Regions from separate parts of the Zea mays genome. Here region 1 is linked to region 2. The links are chromatin contacts, called in public Hi-C maps. All regions are on one chromosome and are shown on one strand. Each heading gives the region's core, a stretch centred on a gene start, on an enhancer-like site or on the middle of the called end of the contact. The rest is flanking DNA. Distances are from core to core; before and after follow the strand shown. Region 1 holds the start of LOC100284078. Region 2 holds the start of LOC100274938.

The links. Hi-C and Micro-C count contacts between places; a contact is called where the count stands out from the background.
Region 1: a contact with region 2 is called in a Hi-C map of leaf, with 5 times the contacts expected there. The contact joins the promoter of LOC100284078 here to the promoter of LOC100274938 in region 2. A contact is called at or near these places in 2 of 25 Hi-C or Micro-C datasets (bundle sheath and leaf).

What each region holds. Positions count from the first base shown.
Region 1 is chr2:45,235,295-45,242,045 of Zm-B73-REFERENCE-NAM-5.0, reverse strand. LOC100284078 reads right to left here and starts at 1,967. Exons shown (of 3, transcript NM_001156976.2): 1 at 1,462-1,967. The coding sequence starts at 1,907.
Region 2 is chr2:44,596,840-44,603,715 of Zm-B73-REFERENCE-NAM-5.0, reverse strand. LOC100274938 reads right to left here and starts at 1,556. Exons shown (of 1, transcript NM_001149181.2): 1 at 948-1,556. The coding sequence starts at 1,440. The coding sequence ends at 1,165. It overlaps LOC100281180 (gamma-glutamyltranspeptidase 1), which reads right to left. Exons shown (of 7, transcript NM_001154099.2): 3 at 5,685-6,200; 4 at 5,362-5,597; 5 at 4,921-5,185; 6 at 4,681-4,818; 7 at 4,222-4,552. The coding sequence ends at 4,331.

The DNA.
Region 1 (6,751 bases), core at 718-3,217, 640 kb before region 2:
CCGGCCCCCTTCTCTCTCCCCCCAGATCTCGCGTGTCACTGTTCATCACCCTAAACACTGTGTTGTGGGTCCACGAGTAATTGTTAGTAGATAAAAAATTGATAGTTGATATAGAAAATGATATTTTATAATTGTAGTGGGATATAGGGGAGTATTTAGGGGGGACCGCTGCGGGGATGAAAAAATAGGGGGAAAAATAGGGGGGAAGTGATATAGGGGGAAAAATTTAGGGGTAACGGTTGCGGATAGCCTAAGGACTCTTCCTTTAGTTTGCTTGGAATACAAGTCCTCTATGGACTATAAATACAAGTGCCCCCTTCTCTCTTGTGTGCCGCCGCTAGCCCTAACCACCAACCACTCTAGCCCCAACCGGCCACCCCCCCAAGCAGGACCATGACACTTGGTATCCGGAGACCTGATCGGATCCATAGGCAACACCAACACCACCATGGTGCTGCAGCAGCTGCTTCGCGTTCATCAATAACCTCACAAGCGCTTCACTGAGATAAAGGAATACCTTATCAAGATCAACACACGCTTGACCACCATAGAATAAACACACGCCAAGGATGACACCAAGTCATCAACGTGTCATAGCAACAACAGAGTTGTCGCTGTGGTATTCGTGTCGATCAAAGTTTCTCAAGTTTGACTGGACTTGTAGAAACTATTAGCAACATATGTATCTCCAAATAAGTTTATTAGGAAAACAGATACAAAGATCTATCTCATAATAGTAATTATGTACTATAAATATTAATATTTTGTTGTATATATTTGGTCAAAGATAAAAATGGTTGACTCGTAGAGAATGACAAATATTTTGGAACGGAGGAGTATGTGTGGATGTGTGCTATGTAAGCTCAAAATATTGACCAGGTAAGTAAGCTTAATTAACCACATAAGTGAAATTTATGGTTGCCTCACAATTTTGTAGCATCTTTGGTTCTATTGTGAACCTTGAAAGGAATCCAGCACTCTCAATTTAACCAGAGTAGGATCAAGCGATTTCTCAACCTAAAGCGTTCTATCATACTGGAACAATTTCTCAGTAGCCCATGTCATGCTGAAATTATTCGGGAAAAAGGGGAAAATCAATTCATAGAAAATTCTTAACAGTTTTTCATCAGCCAATACCAATCTGAGAGGTAAAATCCAAACTATGCAGTTTTCAGCATCCATCGAGCAGTCCGCAGAGTAGCAGATTTCAGTGCCCACTTGTAATAAGCATTTAAAGGCATGAGATCAATCTCACCAGTTTAAATTTGTGCAACTTCTCTAAGAATCACTGTACCAAACTCAGAAGTGGTGAAATTTCCAGTAAAATTAGTGCCCTCTTGCCCTATAAGTTCAGGACACACCATATGAATTTCACCGACCACGAGAGACAACAGTACCACTCCAGCTGTCGAAGGGGGAAGAAACTAAGAAAGAGACCGGGATCAAAAGGCGGTTTCTTACGCGAGGATCCACTTCCCGTTAAGGAGCGTAAGCGCCTCCGTAGGAGCCGGCGTGGGGTTGCGCGTCTCGAGCTGCGTGATGAGCTCCAGCACTTTGGCTCGTGACTCGCTGGACGCCCGCAGGCCCCGCTCCGTGCCGTACAGCGCGTCCTTTAGCTGCGCCTTGAGCTCCGCGACCTCTCTCGCCTCCGGCGCCTCCGCCACCGCGGCCCCCGTGACAGCGGAACCGCCCTCGGGCTCCGGCCCCCACTCGTCCTCGGGGCCATCGCCCGGCGCCGGCGCTGCCGCCGCCCTCGCAAGGACGAGTCGACGCGCAGAACGCAGGCATGGGAAGCGCGGTGGGTTCGGGAACGCGAAGGCGCCGGTGCTGCGGCGGTTAGACGAGGACGAGAGCGACGGTGATGGCGATCGGAGGACGAGAGCGTTGAGGAACGCGGAGGACGCCATGGTTTACACGCTTTCTCCCTCCTTGCGTAGCTTTGTCCGGCTTCCTACTGCGCTTCTGCGATGGTGAGGCGTGGACGCGTGGTAGCCTGGTACTTCGTCCCTCCACAAAGATATATACAATTCTTATTTTCAGGAAATGAAAATATTTGAAATTATATTAAAAATTATTGTGCAAAATATATTATTTACTATAAATTTAATTAAATTTGAACTAGTGATACGAATGGTTGTATTTTCTCTTTTTGACGGAGGAAAAAGATGATACCTATTTATCGGTTTGAATGGCCGTATAGGACATAGAATTGAATTAAGTTTAATATCAAATCAGTCGTATTGAAGCAAAATATTTTTTATTTTTTTATTATTTTAAATATTATCGAATTAGAGTTTAGAAGTCTAATTCCATGTAATTCATAGGGGTGACACTCTGTAGGAGAGTGAGTTTTTAGTTATAGTCTAATTTCAAGGATTGAGTTTTGTGCTCCAATATCTATAGCAAAATGGATATATAGAGCGTGTTTGGCATGACTCTAGTACAAAACTCTAAGGTAGAGCTAACTAGAGCCTGCCAAACACAGTAACTTCAGAGTTGTAAACTCCATAGAGTTTTTAGAACTACAGTACAATTTATTTGTTGCTGCTACGTAGTCTCTAATATAGCAATCTAAACATGGAGTTTAGAGTTATTTATTTGTCATTGTCACTGGTTACACAACCTAAAATTTGAAGTAGAGCTACTCTGTAATGGAGCAGAGTTATACCAAACACGTTCATAATGTATTTGTTGTAGAGTTCTGTTGGGGACTTGTTCTCAAATGCTATGAATTAAGAACAAGGCAACATAAAGTGTTAAATGTTAACGTCCTTCGTCCATGAAACATTATTCCCTTGAGGATAATGGGCCTTGGACGAAGGCTGATGAGAGTATAATTACGAAGTTAAACCTTCGTAATAAAATTTCAATAGATATTGTAAGACAACATAAAATAAAAGGTATAAGATGGGTGAATAAATCATAGACGAATTATATTATATCTACTTAATATATTGAATCATTAAATACAATAATACCTATGCCTTGGCAAAGGTTGGATTCTGAGAGATGCGATTGCAATTACCAGAATGCGTGAACAGTAAAGGAATACTGTTCACTATTTATAGGCACAGGACGCAGCCTGTGAGGAATTACAAGTATGCCCCTTATAAAAGCTTACAACATTGACTCAGACCTTTATGGACTAAAAGGTCATTCTATCTTTAAGTCGGTTTGTAATACCGAAGCTTCACGAAGAGGAACCTTCGGCCATCTTATACAAACAGCTTCAGCCGAAGACCGCTTCTTCCTGTAAGACCTTCGGCGACGAAGCATAGGCCCAACAAGTTCTACACTACTATTCTTCGTGGACTCATGAGCGTGCGGAGAGGAGGTATAGAAGTGGAAGATGATTCTATAGGGGCATAGCCACTGATTTGACTTGTTTGCTTTGGCTTTTTTTTCTGATCAACTTTTCTAAAAATCTGACTGGAGATAATCTGATTGTGATAAAAATCTGAGTATTGCAGGAATTATATGTGAAGGAAGACGAGGTGGTCCATAGAATTCAAAATCACAAACCCAAGAGACCTTAAAGGGATTATTGAGACGGACTCAAAATGAGTTCGGCTTAAGGATCAAAATGATTAGAAGCGACAATGGGACGGAGTTCAAGAACTCACAAACAGAAGGCTTCCTTGAGTAGGAGGGCATCAAGCATGAGTTCTCTTCTCCCTACACACCACAACAAAATGGTGTAGTGGAGAGGAAGAATAGAACTCTACTTGACATGGTGAGGACCATGCTTGATGAGTACAAGACTTCGGACCGGTTTTGGGCAGAAGCAATCAACACCGCTTGCTACGCCATCAATCGTCTCTACCTTCACCGAATCCTCAACAAGACATCATATGAACTCCTCACCGGTAAAAAGCCCAATGTTTCATATTTTAGAGTCTTTGGTAGCAAATGCTTTATTCTTGTTAAAAGAGGTAGAAAATCTAAATTTGCTCCTAAGGCTGTAGAAGGCTTTTTACTTGGTTATGATTCAAACACAAGGGCATATAGAGTCTTTAACAAGTCCACTGGACTAGTTGAAGTTTCTTGTGACATTGTGTTTGATGAGACTAACGGCTCTCAAGTAGAGCAAGTTGATCTTGATGAGCTAGATGATGAAGAGGCTCCATGCGTCGCGCTAAGGAACATGTCCATTGGGGATGTGTGTCCTAAAGAATCCGAAGAGCCTCCACAAGCACAAGATCAACCATCATCTTCAAATCAAGCATCTCCACCAACCCAAGATGAGGATCAAGCTCAAGATGATGAAAATGAGGATCAAGAAGATGAGCCACCTCAAGAGGAGGGCAATGATCAAGGGGAAGATGCCCATGATCAAGACAAGGAAGATGATGAGGGTCCAAGACCGCCTCACCCAAGAGTCCACCAAGCAATACAACGAGATCACCCCGTGAACACCATCCTCGGCGATATTCAAAAGGGGGTAACCACTCGATCTCGCGTTGCTCATTTTTGTGAACATTACTCCTTTGTGTCTTCTATTGAGCCATACAGGGTAGAAGATGCATTAAGGGATTCAGATTGGGTGTTGGAGATGCAAGAGGAGCTCAACAACTTCACGAGGAATGAGGTATGGCATCTTGTTCCACGTCCTAACCAAAATGTTGTAGGAACCAAGTGGGTTTTCCGCAACAAGCAAGATGAGCATGGTGTGGTGACAAGGAACAAAGCTCGACTTGTCGCCAAGGGATATTCACAAGTCGAAGGTTTGGATTTCGGTGAAACCTATGCACCCGTAGCTAGGCTTGAGTCAATTCTCATATTACTTGCCTATGCTACTTATCGTGGCTTTAAGATTTACCAAATAGACCTCCTCCTTGATTGGTCCATTGAGGAAGACATTTTTCACGTCCATTTGGTAAATCTTAAAGCCATGGTAAGTAGCATAGGCAAGTAATATGCGAATTGATTCAAGCCTAGCTACGGGTGCATAGGTTTCACCGAAATCCAAACCTTCGACTTGTGAATATCCCTTGGCCACAAGTCGGGCTTTGTTCCTTGTCACCACACCATGCTCATCTTGCTTGTTGCGGAAAACCCACTTGGTTCCTACGACATTTTGGTTAGGACGTGGAACAAGATGCCATACCTCATTCCTCGTGAAGTTGTTGAGCTCCTCTTGCATCGCCAACACCCAATCTGAATCCCTTAATGCATCTTCTACCCTGTATGGCTCAATAGAAGACATAAAGGAGTAATGTTCACAAAAATGAGCAACACGAGATTGAGTGGTTACCCCCTTTTGAATATCGCCGAGGATGGTGTTCACGGGGTGATCTCGTTGTATTGCTTGGTGGACTCTTGGGTGAGGCGGTCTTGGACCCTCATCATCTTCCTTGTCTTGATCATGGGCATCTTCCCCTTGATCATTGCCCTCCTCTTGAGGTGGCTCATCTTCTTGATCCTCATTTTCATCATCTTGAGCTTGATCCTCATCTTGGGTTGGTGGAGATGCTTGATTTAAAGATGATGGTTGATCTTGTGCTTGTGGAGGCTCTTCGGATTCCTTAGGACACACATCCCCAATGGACATGTTCCTTAGCGCGACGCATGGAGCCTCTTCATCATCTAGCTCATCAAGATCAACTTGCTCTACTTGAGAGCCGTTAGTCTCATCAAACACAATGTCACAAGAAACTTCAACTAGTCCAGTGGACTTGTTAAAGACTCTATATGCCCTTGTGTTTGAATCATAACCAAGTAAAAAGCCTTCTACAGCCTTAGGAGCAAATTTAGATTTTCTACCTCTTTTAACAAGAATAAAGCATTTGCTACCAAAGACTCTAAAATATGAAACATTGGGCTTTTTACCGGTGAGGAGTTCATATGATGTCTTGTTGAGGATTCAGTGAAGGTAGAGACGATTGATGGCGTAGCAAGCGGTGTTGATTGCTTCCGCCCAAAACCGGTCCGAAGTCTTGTACTCATCAAGCATGGTCCTCGCCATGTCAAGTAGAGTTCTATTCTTCCTCTCCACTACACCATTTTGTTGTGGTGTGTAGGGAGAAGAGAACTCATGCTTGATGCCCTCCTACTCAAGGAAGCCTTCTGTTTGTGAGTTCTTGCACTCCGTCCCATTGTCGCTTCTAATCATTTTGATCCTTAAGCCGAACTCATTTGAGCCTGTCTCAATAATCCCTTTAAGGTCTCTTGGGTTTGTGATTTTTCCTGCAAAAAGAACACCCAAGTGAAGCGAGAATAATCATCCACAATAACAGTACTTACTCCCGTCGATGCTTATGTAAGCGATCGGGCCGAATAGGTCCATGTGGAGTAGTTCGAGCGGCCTGTCAGTAGTCATGATGTTCTTGTGTGGATGATGAACACCAACTTGCTTCCCTGCTTGACATGCGCTACAAACCCTGTCTTTCTCAAAATGAACATTTGTTAGTCCCAAAATGTGTTCTCCCTTTAGAAGCTTGTGAAGATTCTTCATCCCAACGTGGGCTAGTCGGCGATGCTAGAGCCAACCCATGTTAGTCTTAGAAATTAAGCAAGTGTCGAGTTCAGCTCTATTAAAATCAACTAAGTATAGCTGACCCTCTAACAATCCCTTAAATGCTATTGAATCATCACTTCTTCTAAAGACAGTGACACCTATATCCGTAAAAAGACAGTTGTAACCCATTTTGCATAATTAAGAAACAGAAAGCAAGTTGTAACCTAAAGAATCTACAAGAAAAACATTGGAAATAGAATGGTCAGGTGATATAGCAATTTTACCAAGTCCTTT
Region 2 (6,876 bases), core at 307-2,806:
GAAAGAACCAAACACACATGTGTCAGATGTAAATATTCATGTTACGAGCTTATATGCTAGTAAATGTTAGAGAGGTTTTCCTGGTGCTAGCTTAATCCATTACGATACTCATCTTCATCTTCTATTTTAAATTTCACCTCGTAAACGGTGCAAAACAGTATTTTATAGGGCTATATGTACCACCTGCTGGCCATAGCTAAGTAGAGCTCGCATCCCCGCCCGAAGATCATCAGCGAAGAGGACAAAAGTCGCCGCATTGAGTCGTTGTCTCACGTTGTACAAGTGTCGAACTCTCTGGTTGGAACTTGTGACTTGTGACTTGTGAGACACTGTGTTGTCAGCTAAAAGCTTCACTTTAGGAGCCTAGCATGGAAAGAGGAGCAAGACTTGGAACCAGTAGCATGTAGGGACAAAATATCGGTAGCAAAAAACATGACTTCGTTTTTACGTTGGACTTTGTAGGGCCAAATATTGAAGTTGTTTTCATCAGTAGGGAGAGCTAAGATGTGAAATGAACCGCTTCGTTTCTGGGTGTGAGGATCGACTCGGATGAACAAAATGTCCTCCCCAGCCTGCAGGGCCCCCAAACCTCCCCCAAATTGTTCAGCACCTTCGTTCTCCTTTGATGTTGACAACTCTGGAAAGGCCGTAACGCCGTCGTTTTCCGCAAAGAGCTCCCCTCGCGAAACAACTCGCTTTGCCAATCGGATGCCAATATATGGAAGTGCAGACTCTGTCGTGAGGACCTTCCAATTGTGGCGAACTGGTGTAGGATCCTAGACATGGCATAGGCCACCAATGAAATCACCTCTCTCCTCTACCCCGTCTCATGTACTTCCTCTGATCTCCTGTATCCTCAAGGCATGTTTTGGTATAATGGCAATATAACTAACCAGGTGGGGGCCCTCCTCCTCCGTTGATAGTCAAAAAAAAGTAGAGAAAGATGGTGAAAAGAACTGCTTCGTTTCCTTTCCCCTAAACATTTTACTTCCACCTCTTTATCAAACAAACAGGTACATCTTATTCAAGGAGGATGAAAGGGAAAGTAACGAAAAAGGCCAAAAATCTGAACTGAAACCACTTCAAGATGGACACGGGTAAAATTCTGAAATTTCTTGCATGCATGCAGCATGCTTGTAGCCACGCGCAGATGCATACAGGAGGTCAAGAATAAGCTCCTGAACTTCCACCGACTTTGGGGTGAACCTTCTTCTTCAGCAGCCCGAAGAGACTGCCTCCTTCTCCCTTGTTGCTACCAGCTGCAGCCTCTTTGGCCACTTTCTTCTCGGATGATGCACTAGCGTCGGCCTTCTTGTCTCCTGGTGTCGCCGCCGCCGCCACCCCGCCGGCGGTGCTTGCTTCTGCCTTCCTCGTCTCCTCTTCGCAGGCGTTCTTCCGTACGTAGGCCTCCGCGAAATCTCCTGTTATTATGGACGCCATATCTCCTCTTTCTCACTCGATCTTGTCCCCTGTTTTTTTCCTTGTCCTTCTCTCTCGTAGTTGCGTTTGTGCAAGGATGGAGCGTCAAGGCGATGTATCTATAGAGTTCGACTATAGAGAGACATAGAGAGGAGGGCCCTAGTTATGTAGCACAGACTTGGCATGCAAGGAAGGTAAATTTGCGTGTAGTTGCGGGGAGTTTGACGGCTTGATTGACTTTTTGGTGTACCAGGATTATTGGTGAGACGCCAATATACTATTGTTCACTACGGCTTGATGCGAGTATTTTGTTTTTAAGCCGTAGCTGTGGCTGTGTAGGACAACCGAGCCTAAACGACCTATCACTACTAGTCTCACATCGATTAATGAGTGAGTAGCAGACAGTCTCACTGTTGGCCGGTACAGCCGATCAAGAGACCCATCGACAGATTTTTCAAACCGATCGATACATACAGTACAATATACAGGTGTTTGGTAGTGAAGTTTGTTTGACAGTTTTGGAAAAATGCTTCAGTATTTCCAAATACTGTAGTATTACATACAAAATGGTGTTTTACAAGCTAGCTAAAATCTATGTTTTCAAACTGAAGTATTGCAAAAACTGTAATGTTTTAAAGTATTCTAAATCTAGGTCTGGACCTCAGTTTCCAAAACTTTAATATTTTAAACTATAGTATTGTCTTGATTAAAGTATGTTATAGTATTTTAAATACTGTGGTTTTCAAAAACTTTGTTCTCAAATAAAGCCATTCATGTTTGTATCTGTATGTACCTTGAATGGGAGAAATTCCTACTCAATTCACAGCGATCACGTACTTCATGATTCAGTTTGGGAGTCATTTCTCGTGAGGTTTGGTTTCGATGGCCGGAACGGTCCACGATTTATTTGAGGGAAAATCCACCTAATAAAATATAACATAATAAAATATAACATGATAGTCCCAAAAATTTATACTATTATCGAAGTTTAGTTCTTATCACGGTCCATACATAATGAATAATTGTTTTAGAAGGATACAAATAGGAAGATTTATCCATAATTATTACATCATTATATTGGCGGAATTAAACATCACACACGTTTAGAACCATAGCAGAGTAGACGTAGTTTTTCAGCGGGTGAAGAACTGAAGACTATCTTCACAGGCAACTCGAGTCTAGAACAGACCCTCTAGCCATCTGTTGGCAGTGTAGTTTTGCTCTAGCTATCTGCACTCAAACACCTCTAAATTTCTACTAAAAAAGAAATATTATATCATTGTCAGCAAAATTCTTTACCTATATCACAATCCTCCGCAGTCATATTTACTCTATATCTAAACTCTAAATCAACTATTATATATTATATCACCTTTTAAATCTCTTTCGTACACATGTTGTCCGGATGTAGTGCATAGAGTGCTGCCGTACATACGCCGGATGTGCAGTTTGTGGGCTTATACACTCAACGCTTCAAGTTCATGGCTGCAGCTGACTTTTACGCTATCTTAGATCCAGTAGTATTACAAGTACTCCACCACGGACAACTTCATACTTCTCACATGTTAAACAACTCTCAGTATGACTCGGACTGGCCACAATTTTCCACCATATGCTTTGCTTTACAATGTGGTAAGTGGTATGCATTATGCAAGATAAGAGGAAATAATCCCTTATCTCATAATGAATGTAAATATCCACAAGCTATCATCTCGTCTATTTGTCCATCTCGTCCCATATTGAACATAACACACCACACTCTCACGGTTGGTGACCGTGCTCTCTAGTCAACAAGGGATGATTCCCTCTCCTCCTTGCCTTAGCGTTTTCGGAAAGGATCCTTAGAGGGTGTTTGGTTTTAGAAACTAATTTTGTCCCTTTTTCATCTATTTTAGTTTCTAAATTGTCAAATACGGAAACTAAAACTATTTAGTAATTTAGGTACTAGAATGGAATAAAATAAAAAGACTAAAAATTAGTCCCTAGAAATCAAACACCCCGTATCCAATCCAAGCTAAAGTGAGAAGCATAAGAATGTCCATGATCGTGTATACAACTATACATATAGATCATCAACTCTTAGAGCATATACACATGTGCCCACAAGATCACCATCATCGATTCTAGACCCCATCTAGGATGGGATGTCATCTAACTGGTACGATACCACCCTATAACTCGCACTGAGGTTGAGTCATCCTAGAGTATCACCAACAAGCAGCTGTGGACGCATTTTGTATGACACCGGCATACTATTCACGCTTCCAGTAGAATGTGGATGTGGTCGTGCAAAATGTGCGTTCAGCCACTCGATCGTGCAAAATCATGTGTTTGTTCTCTCTCCTCTGCGAGAGACATTCCGTATGCCCATGTGCGAACTGCAAGAGGGGGTCACTTTTTCTACTGCACAAATTCGCATCGCAAAGGATGCGGATTGACATGCGGCAGCCACGGGAGTTGGCTCCGTTTGTTTTCATTCTAAATTATATAAACTAGATTATGATAAAAAGATAGAAGTTAACATATCAGTTTGAGATAAAAAAATCTAGATTATGATAAAAGGATAGAAGTGTAACAAATCATTTTGAGATAAAAAAAAACTGAAATAAGCTATTCAATGCTAGCTTATTTTAGCTTATTTATGGTTTCAAAGTGATATTTTACTCTTCTAGTTCTACTCTTCCACCGTAATCCAATTTATATAATTTAGGAGATAAACAAACATGCCCTTAGCCTTAGTCTTAGGGAAGAATTATATTTTGAGGCTCAAGAAAATAAACCAAAAACTTTACCAGTGTCAAATAATGAATTGTCTCTTGTATATTCCATTCCATATAATTCCTGGCTTCGCCGCACATCACACACGGATCAGCAGGGGACTAATGAACCGTGCTTGGAATTCCGATCCTGCTCAGTAACCGGCCGGGACACCGCCTTTTCTGGGGTCGCTAACGGCGGTGAGGTCGCCTTGGCGCCCGACGTTGTGCACCACAAGCTGGCTTATGGTCCCTCCAGCTATCGGCGTCAGGACGTGGCCTCTCCTGTGCAGGTCGGCCCTCGTGGCGGCGTCGAGCTCGAAGTGGTCGCCGGTCACCGTCGTCCAGTTCTCGTACCTGACCTCGTTTGGGATCAGCTGCGGACATGGCAACCAAAACCATGCTCAGGAGAAAGACCATCGATCTAGCCCGTCCGTGACATGTCTCCCAGTCTCAGGGTGACACCTAAGATGGATGGATCGGAGTTTTTATGCAGATACCAAACCTGGTGATACACCCTTGGCGCCATGACCGAAGCCAACGGGTCCATGTTCTTGACGAAATGGTTGATGAACACCTCGATCGTTCCGGCGGGGATCATGCCGCCACCACTGGCACCGACTGCAGCCACCAGCTTCCCGTCCTATGCGAACGCAGCAGATGCATGACAAAACAATCAAGCTCTCATCAGAAACATGGTCTAAAGCTCGTTTCAGCTTCCATTACGCGCTATATGTGCAGTTACCTTGACAACCACGGTCGGAGCCATGGAAGAGAGAGGCCGTTTCAAGGGGCTGACGAAGTTGGCAGGTGCCGGCGGTGGAGAATTCTCGGACGCGTTCGCTGGCATGGAGAAGTCATCCATCTCGTTGTTGAGCAGGACGCCCGTGCGCGGGGAAAGGATCAGTGACCCGAAGTACGCGTTCACGGTGCTCGTCATCGACACCGCGTTTCGCTCGCTGTCGACGATGGACAGGTGGCTGGTCCCATGGTCCTCAAGGATGTTCCACCTGAAACACAGGTTGGTTGGTCAGGATCGGCGCCCCCTGTTTGCGAGATGGGAGTGGGTGGGACGTGGAACTGAATCTGGACTGGTGAGGCAATGAACATAGATCATCCATAGCATCCAGAAAGGACTAACTGAACAACAATGCGTCATCTTTTTACGACGAGTCCGTGTCTTTACCTTCCTCCGTAATGTTTAGGCGCAAATGTCATGTTGTCATAAATGGTTTTCTTCAGCTCGGCAGCAAACTTGGGGGACATCATATCAGACACAACCTCGCTATTGTTCACAAAGTCAGGGTCGCCGAGGTTCATCTTTACGGCCATGTAATGTTTCAAGGATTCGATCAGGCGATGGATCCCAAGAGATCCAGCGAAACCAGCAGGAACACCATACTGTTCAAGGATGTTCAGGACCTATCCACAAGTGAACAACAAGTGAGCCAAACGAATCGGTCGGTGTTGACGAGAACGCAGGTTATTCGGAAGAGTCAATTAACTTACAAGCATCATCCCGGCGCCGCCGGCGGAAGGCGGCGGCATGGTGACCACCTGGAGCCCCAAGACGTTCCCCGTCAGCGGCCGCCGCACCTTCACCTGGTACCTCTTGAGGTCCTCCAGCGTCACGACCCCACCGGCCTCCCGGACATCCCTGACGAGCCGCGCCCCGACCGCGCCGCCGTAGAACACGGTGGGCCCGTGCTCCGCGACGGCCCGCAGCGTCTGGGCGAGCCTGGGGTTGCGGCACACGTCCCCGGCCCGGAGGATGTCGCCGCCCGGCGCGTACACGGCCCGCGTCCCGTTGTTGGCCAGGATGCCGTCCCTGGTCGCCTCCATCTGTATCCGCAGGTACGGCGAGACCCTGAACGCCAGCGCCAGCCGCGCGGCCGGCAGGACGAGGCGCTTCCATGGGAGCTTGCCGTGGTGCTTCCACGCCTCGTGCAGGCCGGCGATCTCCCCGGGAACGGCTATGGAGAGCGCGCCCCGCGCTTTCAGCGACTCGTTGCCGCCGTACATGTCCTGAAGAAGGCATGGTTGGCGGTTCTAGTGTTCATTCTCTCGTCCTTGGACTTGGAACATACAACATTGGGTAAAGCAAAAAGGACAATGGAGGAAGTGACACAAAGGAAACGCCGGGCAGCCGAGTGACAAAGAAGACGTCGTTACTCTGCTCATCGCTCACGACTCAGAACTGAAGCTAGTTGCAGTGTCCTCCCTTGTTTCAAAGGACGGGACCTGGTCAAGCTATACATGAGCTACAACATGTCACACTCCCTCGTTTTTTTAGTCAAGTCGTCCTCTAAGTAAAACCGTCATAGGTTCGATTTAAGTTTATAGCGGATAAAGAGTACTAAGATCAACTGCAGCAAAGAAATACTACAAGTAAACAAGGTACAACTCAAGATCCATTATATTGCCAACACGTAGGGAGTATGCCTGTGCGTTTCCTCCTGGCCCGTCAACACAATTCACACAGCCTCTATCCGTTACTTCAGCTACGTTTCCCCTATGTTGTTCGCTGCGTCTTATTCCGAAACAGCTTCTACTTTTTTTTCAGTATTATCCTATAAAGTACACCTACAGCAGTTTAAATAGCTGACTTAAAAGCCGCAGCGATGCATCGTTGGTCATGGATACCATTGTCATCACCATCCCGTCCTTAGCACACTTCTTCCTTCCCAAATCCCAACTAATT